Linked DNA regions of Mus musculus: region 1 is linked to region 2. The links are chromatin contacts, called in public Hi-C maps. All regions are on one chromosome and are shown on one strand. The core of a region is the stretch at or near the end of the contact, and the rest is flanking DNA. Distances in the headings are between cores, read along the strand shown.

What was found. A called contact is a pair of places that touch in the nucleus more often than the background predicts.
Region 1: a contact with region 2 is called in a Hi-C map of the N1E-115 cell line, with 5 times the contacts expected there. The contact joins two enhancer-like sites. A contact is called at or near these places in 4 of 484 Hi-C or Micro-C datasets (the N1E-115 cell line, liver and nephron progenitors).

What each region holds. Positions count from the first base shown.
Region 1 is chr13:97,539,902-97,545,013 of GRCm38.p6, reverse strand. No RefSeq gene overlaps it. Among named protein-coding and RNA genes, the nearest start is that of Gm41029, 3.8 kb to the right of the region's middle. Within about 2 kb of position 2,538, at least 2 of the 459 cell types and tissues checked have an H3K27ac peak or open chromatin away from gene starts, as enhancers often do. A contact at or near this core is called in the N1E-115 cell line, where this site is marked.
Region 2 is chr13:97,307,328-97,312,709 of GRCm38.p6, reverse strand. No RefSeq gene overlaps it. Among named protein-coding and RNA genes, the nearest start is that of Gm33390, 11 kb to the right of the region's middle. Within about 2 kb of position 2,044, at least 52 of the 459 cell types and tissues checked have an H3K27ac peak or open chromatin away from gene starts, as enhancers often do. A contact at or near this core is called in the N1E-115 cell line, where this site is marked.

The sequences.
Region 1 (5,112 bases), core at 1,289-3,788, 230 kb before region 2:
TAGGGTTTCTATCACTGTGGTAAAACACCACGGCCAAAAGGAATTAGCGGAGTTCATTTCAGCTTACAGCTCTACATCACAGTCTATCACCTAAGGAACTCAGGGCAGGAATGAAAGGCAGGAACCTGTGGGCAGGAACTGATGCAGAGGTCACGGAGGATTGCTGCTTACTACCTTATTACACTTAGCCAGCTTTCTCACCACAACTCAGGACCACTTGCCCAGGGATGGCACCACTCATAGAGCTGGTCTACCTACATCAATCAATTAAGGAAATGCCCCACAGGCTTGCCCACAGGCCTTTTCTCAGCTGAGGTTCTCTCTTCCCAAATGACTCTATATTATATCAAGTTGACAAAAGAGGAGGAGGAGAAGGAAGAGGAGGAGGAGGAGGAGGAGGAGGAGGAGGAGGAGGAGGAGGAGGAGGAGGAGGAGGAAGAAGAGGAGGAGGAGGAAACAAAAAAATAATCCTAGCCAGAACATCTAATGTTTAACAAGCAAGTCAACTGCCCAGTGTCACCAACTGTCTAGTACACACTTCCTCTTTTCCTACTTGGTCTCTTGGTCAAGAGATAATGATCAAGAAAGTAATACGTAAATAAATAATAAAAACAAAGTGCAGAGTGATAGAAGGATCCTGCATCAACCTCTGGCTCTGTATGGGCACCACCTGCATGCATACACATACACACATATGTGCCCCCTACTCACATAAGAAGCATACAAGCTTCCATTTAAAACCCAATTGTTTATATATATTGCTTATGACTTAGAGAGGAAGTGTCAGCAAGATACAAATAAGATGTTGAATGTCCTTGGCTCTTACAAATACAGTAAGAAGTGAGGGAACGCATCGAGGCCACTGAGAGTGAAGTGATTGCCAATAAATGAAAGAGCAGGGTGCTGAGGAGGTGGCTTCAAGAGTAAAGTGCTTTCTGCACAAGCATGAGGACAGCACCCAAGTAAAGGCTGGGCATGGCCGTGTACATTAGTGACCCCAGCTCTGAGGGCCAGAGACAGGTGGATTCTGGCGGTTACAGTCCAGCCCAAATCGTCACCACCAGATTCACAAGAATCCCTGTATCAGAAAAGTAAAGTGGAGAAGTGGTTGAGGAAGACACTCTGATGATGGTTGACCTCTGACCTCTATTATGAGCCCATAAGTTCACTAGGAGAGAGAGAGAGAGACAGAGAGAGAGAGAGACAGAGAGAGACAGAGACAGAGACAGAGACAGAGACAGAGACAGAGACAGAGAGAAAGACAGAGAGAAAGACAGAGAGAGAGAGAAAGACAGAGAGAGAGAGAAAGACAGAGAGAGAGAGAAAGACAGGGAGAGAGAGAGAGACATGCACTCACACACACATATACACACATATATACACACACTTATGCACATATATACATACACACACAGACATACACACTTATATACATACATACATATACACACATATGTATATACATACATACACACACTTCAATTTAAACAAAAGTTTATGTATGTATGTATGTACATGTGTATGTAAGTAGTATGTATGTATGTACATACAAATATGTATGTCTTGTGTCTTGGCTGTGTGGACACCAGAGCCATCACAGACAGCAGCCCTTCCCACAGGACTGTGGTCTATCGAGCATAGGGTTGACTCACTGGAGTCTTTTTAGGTACTTACTTTCTCTTGTCTTTGTCTCCCCTGCAGCCCTGAACCATGGCAGATGGATTTTAACTGGATGTCTGTGAAGAATCGCCTTTAAACTGAAAACTCAACTCAAGGGGCAATGGCTCTCAGTTCTGGAGTCAAGGACAAATCAACATGTCTCAAGAACTTAGAGGAACTGTGTAAAATCAGGTTTTGCTCATAAGGGACTGTCCAAGCACAAGAATGAGAATAGTTTCCTTTAATTACATTCCTGGTACATTAGAGCCAGGTCAAAATTCTTACCATTTCACAGCCATTTATAAACTAATTGTGTCAGCCAGCTTTTTATTACTACAACAAAGAGCCACTTAAAAGGAAGAAAGGCGCACGTAGGCTCCCAGTCTCAGAGACTCCAGTTCATGACTGCTTAGCCATGTGATTCTATGAGGCAGTATATAATCCCATGCAGGGGTCTCACGGTGGAGGAAATCTCACCTCACAGTTGCTGGAAAGGGCAGAAGGACTAGGGTATTCCAGAGTCTCTTTTGAGAGTATGTCCACAGTAAACGGGCAGCTCCACTCCACCCTACTGCTTCAAGGTTCGACCATTTTCTAGGATCACAAAGCTGAGGACCAAGCTTTTAATATGCAGGCCCTGGAGAACAATTCAGATCCGAATTTGTTCCAAAGACAGACTTACAGCCAGTCAGTGAAATTGCTGGTTATCCATATACACCCAAGAGCCAACTTACACCCATTGGCTTGATGACCATGATGTCAAGTTTCTTTGTCAACTTGCCTGGATTTGGAGTGACCTAGCTGACACATGTCCTGGTTTATCTGAGACTGTTTGCAGAGATTCTTAAATGAGGATGGGAGACCCACTCTGAGTGCGAGCGGAACTATCACATGACCAGAGTGCCAGACTGAGTAAAAGGAAAAGAGCGGGGATAGTGACTGGGCCCGAGCACACATCCCTCTCTGCTTCCTGACTGCAGATGCCGTGTGATCAACTGCCTAGTTCCCACACCTTCCCTGCCAGCACGGACTGTATATATCCACAAACTATGAGCTCTTGCTTCATGTTGGGCATTTGCCACAGGGATAAGAGAGTAGTAAGGAATACAGCAACTAGTGAACAACAACAAAGCAAAACAGAAAATTACGTCAAAGCTATGGATAAACTGGAGTGCCTGCATGACACTGGTGGAAATCCAAAAATGTGTAGATGTCGTGGTAAACAGTATGGAGATTACTCACAAGAGGAAAGTATAATTACCCATGATCATGCAGTTCCATTTCTTGGAATATAACCAAAAGACTGGAAAGTGAGGTCCTGAAGAGACACTTCCACACCTGTGCTTATAAAGGGACCCAAATATCTCTATATTAAAGAAATAGTTAATACCTGGTTCCACACCAATGAGCCTTGAGCCTTGAGAATATGACGCTGAGTGAAACAAACCAGTCACAAAAACTCAACTTTCAACGAGAGTCATCACTGAGAACGTGCAGTCCATGGTGATGGAGTGATTGATGGGAGTTAGAAGGAATGGGTAGTGTTTAGTGACTACAGAATTTCAGTTTTGCAAGACGAAGACAGCTCTGGAGGTGGGTTACACAACAATGCCCATGAATGAAGCACTGTCGTGGAGACAGCGAGTACCTTTTGTGTTGTGCATATTTTATCATCATTAAGGTCCTTATGAAAGATGCTATGGGCCATGGACATAGGAGGACATGAAACCTCACCCAGAACACACATTCCGCAGAAAAACCACTTCAGGTGATGGAATATTGAGAAGCCATAGGCCATTGTGAATCCCAATTTCTCCTCCATTTCCCCTCCTGATGCGCCTCCTCTCTGCTTTTGTTCCACTCTTTCCTTACTAGTATAGTTTATTAGGCATGCTACTGATACAGGAAAGCAAGCAGGTGTTGATGTTGCTGTTTGTTTTCTTTTTAGAAATACCCATATAGAAGTAGAATATGAAAGGACTGGAGGGAGGATGAAGCTTGAGAGAGGGAGACAAGTGAGCCTGCTCCACAGATGACGTTCCATGCCTGATATGAGAAGGCAAAAACCCATGTCTAGGGAACTCATAGACTGTAGGGGAGACACAATTGATGCTATTTTTCTAAATGGTCTTGTCAAACCTCCTTCTAAATATTTATGTTTATAGCCATAGGCTTGTGCTGCTCCCAGCCTCTGTCAAAAGATCTTGCTTTGGTTTGTTTTGCAGTGGTAACAGTTATTGTGGGAATACATAATTGTTACTGTTCAAAGTGCTTAGAATAGGCAATTGTGAGTACCTGACCATACAGGGAACATCTTTATCACCTCCCCTCCACTCCCCCTCCCGTTCTATGGCTCAGGGAGTTTTGTCAGAAAGAATGTAAGAGCTAGAATAGGCAGGATTTCTGTGGCTGTAACATTGCTGTTGTACATATGAACTCATAGAAACAGTAGTTACCCACATAGTAGCTGCACGATATCAAGCCAGCTAAAAATCCTACCATGTAAGAGGGAGGAGCTGCCAACCTGTGGGCTGTTGTGGGGAGGAGAATTCACTTTTCTTTAAGAGTGTGGCCACTAGTAGGTTCTCCATGCTTCAGTGGATGGCCCTAATGCCTGTGTGCACATAAGCAGCACTAACTGTATACAGTGGGCTGAATAACCGAAGAGAGAGAGAGAGAGAGAGAGAGAGAGAGAGAGAGTTTGAAGTGAGGGCAGCAGAAGAGCAGATGATCAACATACATGTTACACACATGTGAAAATTTCGAAGAATACATAACACCTTAAGTACACACATATATAATAACTCCTCCTTAATTACTATGCTGGGTATAACATCAGTAGTCTTTCTGTGCTGGCTAGTTTTATGTCAACTTGACACAGCTTGAGTCATCTGGGAAAAGGGAATTTCAACTGAGAAAACACCCCCACGATATTGGCCTGTGGGCAAGCTCCCAGGGCATTTTCTTGATTAATGATTGGTGTCTGGTGGGCTCTGCTCACTGTGTGTGTGTGGCAGAGCTTCCCCTGGGTTGGCTGGTGGTCCTGGGAGCTATGAGGAAGCAGGCCGAGAAAACCATGAAGTGCAAACCAGCAAATAGCATTCCTCTGTGGTCTCTACTTCAGTCCCTGCCTCCAGGTTTGTGCCCCAACTCCCTGAGATGACAGATTGCAGTGCGAAATGGCAAACTGAAATAAATGCCTTCCCTCCTGAGTTCCTTTTGTCATGGCAATAAACGCCCAACAAAGATAATTTCTCAGCAAGCCTTGTCTTCTTTTCCTTTCTCCCCTGAGTTTCAGCTCGATGGGACTCTCTACCAGTCTCGCCTCTGTGCCTCAGGCCAAACCTCCCTACCCTGAAACAGAGCAGAATCCTGATTTTTATCTACCTAAGAGGAGCTGGAGGGCCCACGGGCTGTGCCTGTCTGCCATAAATCTGAGTCCTGTACCTTGGG
Region 2 (5,382 bases), core at 795-3,294:
AGACCAATCGTCCCACTGTGGGCTGAGCGCTCAGGGATTTTCGATTAGTCTTATTCTGCATGCCGGTATTTCTGGCAAGCCGCTGTCACACATGCCACTGTCATGCCGTGTTGCCATGCAGATCATGTCAGATGGAAACACGTGGGGAGTCAGAAGGACACCAGAGAATGGGCACTGTCTGCTCTCTGGTTTAAAACCCATGTATTGCCCATAAGATCCTGGGACCAAAATCCCAGTAAGATTACTCAGTCTATAAAGTGCTTGCCACCCAAGTGGGAGGACCTGAGTCTCAACCTCAGGAGCCACATAAAAAGCCAGGGGTATCAGTGCATGCTTTGGACCCCAGCACTGGAAACAGAGCCAGCTTGGCCTACCTGAGGAGCTCCGGGCCACTGAGTGACTTTCTCAGAAAACCAAGTCAGATGCTCCTGAGGAATGATGCTCGAGGCTGACCTCTGACCTCCTGTGGTTCCCCCATAGACTCATATGTTTGAATGCTTGGCCCACAAGGAAAGGCACTATTAGGAGGTGTGGCCTTGTTGGATGAAGTGTGTCACTGTGGGAGTGGTCCTGGCTGCCTATTAAAAATAATCTCCTTCTGCTGCCTGCAAATCAAGATGTAGAACTCTCAGCTCCTCTAGCACCATGTCTGCCTGGATGCTGTCATGCTTCCGCCAGGATGATAACGGACTGAACCTCTAACCTGTAAGCCAGCCCCAATTAAATGTTGTCCTTTATAAGAGTGGCCTTGGTCATGTTGTCCCTTCACAGCAATGAAACCTAAGGCACCTCCATATGCATGCAGAGAGGGGGGGAGGGGGATGGGGGAGAGGGGGAGAGAGGGAGGGGGAGAGGGGGAGGGGGGAGAGGGGGAGGGGGAGAGGGGGAGGGGGAAAGGGGGAGGGGGAGAGGGAGGCTTCAGTTAGCCTCTGGGTAATTAGTAACTTATTTGATTGATTAGTCTTTCAGACTTTCCCACCAAGATAATCATCTGCATGCCTATTGGTGATCCTTTTTCAAGTCTCCCAGACACTGGAAGTGAGAGCTTCCTGTCCTGAGAGAAAGCTTGTCTAGTGACATCACCCTGCATCCTATTCAGCTGCCTCTCCTTCTCAAGAGAAACGACTCCCACAGATGACTCGAGGCTGTTATTTCGGGATCAATGACCTGAAGATCTGGGAGTAAAACTCCCCTACAGGATTTGATTCAGGAGGCCTTGCAGCTTCCCAGGCATCTGAAAGCCACCGCATTTAGGTTTTCATGGCCCACTAGAGCCAGTGAAAAAAGGTCAGAAATAAAGGCTTATTGGCCCAGGAGAGCCTCTTGGGAGAAGAAGAACCACCCCCCTGCAGCCCTTGGGTCCCTCCAACCCAGGGGTCATGAGGGAGCTTACAGGTCACTGATTCCAGAGAAAATAAAAGTGGGGATGGCTAGAAAATACTCTGCATTTTATTGGAGTTTTATTGAGGCAAGCTTCTAAGCATTCTCACTGTCAGAAAGAACATACAATTTGTATCCATTCATCTTGGATTTTATATCCTAAATTTATATTCCTTTAATGATGCCTATCCTGAAACCTTTGAGGGCCCCCCACAGTTCAGTTTCTTCCTGGTCTCCAAGTAAGAAAACACTGTGTGTCTAGCTATTCCACTGGTGGTGGAGGTGGGGGGCACTTTACCCCAGTGACTTTTAACCAGAAAACACAGTGAACATAAAACCCTCTTTAGCTTTGATGAAGACAGAATGCCAGTCATCTGAGACTGTGTTTGACAGAGTAGACAGACAAGAGGAAGCGAACTAGGAAACTGGACCATGAAATTAGAGAAAAAGGGTGGCGTGGGGGGCGGGGAGTTCACAGATCAGAAAGCCAACAGTCACTAAAATTAACCTAACTGTCTCCAGATTCAACACTGGACACCCTTCAGGGAAGATTAGCCGAGCGGAAGGGGCAGTCACATATTTCTTAGGCATGTTAAGAGGCCGACACAGGGTAATCAGGAGGCCTTCCTTGGGAGCCTGCCACCTGCAAATATAGCCTGTTCTTGGCAGTTCATTACACCCAGCCTGCCACAGGAACACACAGAATCACATACCGCTTGGGGTTTGACACTGGTTGGACTTGTTTTTCTGGTCCCCTGAGGCACAAAAAAAAAAAAAAAAAAAAAAAAGCAATAGCCAAGAGTAATCACACATTTTAAAATGTCCTTTCCCCTCCTAAACTTCTTCCCCGAGTCTCAGTGCAATACCTGAGCTTGTATTCGGCATGGAAAGGACATTGGACACAGCTCAGCAGTCAGCCCTTCACCATGGAACAAAGGGGCCATTGGTCATGGACAGGTGACCACCAATGGCTGACCTGGGCCCAGAGAACTACTGTGCACAAGCCTCGGAGGTGCCATTGAGTGGGAATGAGTCCAGGCTCAGACCTGAATCACGGGGACTCCTTTGGGCATCTTGGTCTGCTATGCTCCAGCCTAGCTTCCCTTGGCTTTTGATGGTTTCTGTTCAAGTTCTACTTGTCCAGATTAAAGGTTCTTCCCTGGTCCACTAGAACTACTGAAGGGGACGAAGTCAACATTGCTTTAAAGATACAAAAGTCATGAAGGTCCAATCTCCACAGCTGCTTCTTAAAGTGAAAAGAAGACATAGGTCAGCAGTGAGTGTTCATGTCATCCCTTTCTCCTACAGGAGACAAAGACGTGGGATTTTAGGTAGACAGGGTGACACATAGCTGCCACTTGAGCTTTGTGGGGGGGGTGAAACAAGAGAGTCACTGTTCAAGGCCAGTCTGGCCCCAGAACTAGACACATCTCTTTAAAAGAAAAAAAAATCTGTAAGTGGTCTCTGCTCAGGGTCTCTGACCCTGTATGATTCACACTGAAAGGGACAGGAAACAAGGAGTAGAGAGGGCTGGAGCACCTGGCCTGGATGGGGCAGAGCTTGCCTGTTAGGGCTTGAGACTGTCTATTGACTAGGATTTGAGAGGAGCAACGGAAGGAGGCAGCTCTTTACTGCAGAGAGCACTCTAAGAACATCTCAAATAGGAAGACGGGATTTCAAACATAAATTTAGAGCACGCTTCCTTTTCTCTTCATGTTGTTTGTCTAGACATTAGCTTCAAAGCAAGCACCAGGTGTTGTGGCTTGCATCTATGTCTTCAGCACTCCTGAGACTGAGACAGGAGAAGTGCCAAGTGTTTGAAGCCAGCCTGGGTAGGCTACATAAGTGAGTTCCAGGTCAGCCTGAACTAAAGGAAGAATATCAAATAAAAGAAAGCATTGAAGCCAGGTTTGGAACTATTATTACACTGATAGAAGCATTCAATCAACCTTTGAGGATCCAAATGCTACATGGGGGTTTTGTTCCATCCCAACACCTCCTGACAGGAAAATACAGTCATTGATTGTTTCCAGTATCAAAAAATTCTAGTCTAGGTATGGGGAGATGGCTCTGTGGGGAAAGTGTTTGCCCTACCAGCATGAAAACCTGAGTTTGTCCCTGTCAAAAGCCAGGCCTTGTAGCTCGCCTTTGTGGTCTAGGCCCTGAGAAGGTAGAGACAAGTGGACCTTGGGCTCTCAGTCAACCCAGACTAATCAGTGTAAGCCTAGCCAGTGAGAGACTGGATCGTTAACTTCTTTATTCCTGGGATAAAACACCATGACCAAGGCAACTTACAGAAGGAAAAACGGACTTAAGCTTTTGGCTCCAGAGGGATAAGAGTCCATCACCAGCTTAGAGAAGTAGAGCAGCAGAAAGACACGGAGACCACAGCCAGCCGAGAGCCCTCTTCTTCCCAAAAGTAGGTCAAGAGAACTTCATTTGGAAGATGTGCGTCTTGTTTCCCGAAAAAAAAAAATTAAAAAAAAATCTTTGTCTATGAAGATGCAGGAAAGAGCCTAGACAAGCAGGTTGCACTAATCCCCACTTACGTCCTATTCTTCTCACCCAATCACATTACAGCCTATGCTTCTCACCCAATCACATGACACCCTATGCTTCTCATCCAATCACATTACACCCTACACTTCTCACCCAATCACATGGCACCCTATGCTTCTCACCCAATCACATTACAGCCTATGCTTCTCACCCAATCACATGACACCCTATGCTTCTCACCCAATCACACGACACCCTATGCTTCTCACCCAATCACATTACACCCTATGCTTCTCACCCAATTACATGCCTGCTCAGCTGCCCAATTCTCCATCAGGCTTCACAAGGAGACAAGGGTTTTCCCTGTCACTTTGGTCTTCACAAGGGTTTTCCCTGTCACTTTGGTCTTCATTCTTTGAAATCTTTTGTGCAACTTAAAATGAGGGTGTGCATGTATTGTTTTGTCCCTTGTTAGTCTTCTACTGAGGAGGTGTTTTAGTTTGGATGTGGAATGTCTTCCAAAACCCCACGGCTACAGCTACTACCTTGGTCCCCAAGGAAAGACTCTTTGTAGTTAATAGAACATTTGAGAACTGGGACCTTATGATCTTTAGATTACTGGGCATGTACTCTTACACCCCACGCCTTTCCCTCTTTTTTCTTAAACTTGCTTCTTGCCCACAAAATGAGCAATTTCGCTTCTTTGTGTGTTCCCCCCACCTCCCTCGATGATGCACTACCTTACCACAAGACCAAGGCAATCAGACTGGAAGCTCCAAAACTGTGAGACAAAATTAAACTTTTATCTTTATAACCTAGTTATCTTGAGTATTTTGTTATAGTGACAGAAAGCTAGCCGACCTCAGTGTGTTGACCATGAGCCTAGCTATGGAGAAGACCTTTCCCTATACTGGAGAAGGTTCTTGGCCTGTGGTTTACATCACTGTGTTCAAGCACTGGGGGAAGCTCAGACTCAGTATGGCGTCCACAGCGTACACCTTAAGTAAATTAACACTGTCTTCTCCATAGGGCAAAATTGTTTTTAGGAATAATCATGAATTAAGCCTAATAAATCATGACCAAAAAGACAGACAGTGACATTTTTTATTTATTAAACTGCAAGCATGTGATCTTACCTGTGAATATAAGGTAAGAATATAGGATTGGGGAAATAGTTTAATGGTGCAATACTGAAAAAGTAAAATATATATTTAAAAAAATAGAAAAGGAACATTATATTGCTAGTTTTTCTCTTTTAAAAAAAAGTACCTGTGTGTTGTTGGCCTCTTACAGGAATGAACACAGCTCCTGCTCAGTCCCGCCATTGAAAATTGTAGCTACAAACAAAAACTCCATGTGATCATGATAGTTCACGTTTATAATTGTTGTATTGGCTTTCACCTTGAACTTACGGTTCAAAGGATATAATCTATGGTTTATGAGAGCAAATACACTCACTTGTGTCCTAAATTAGTTTGGATGATTGCAGACAGCTACAAACAT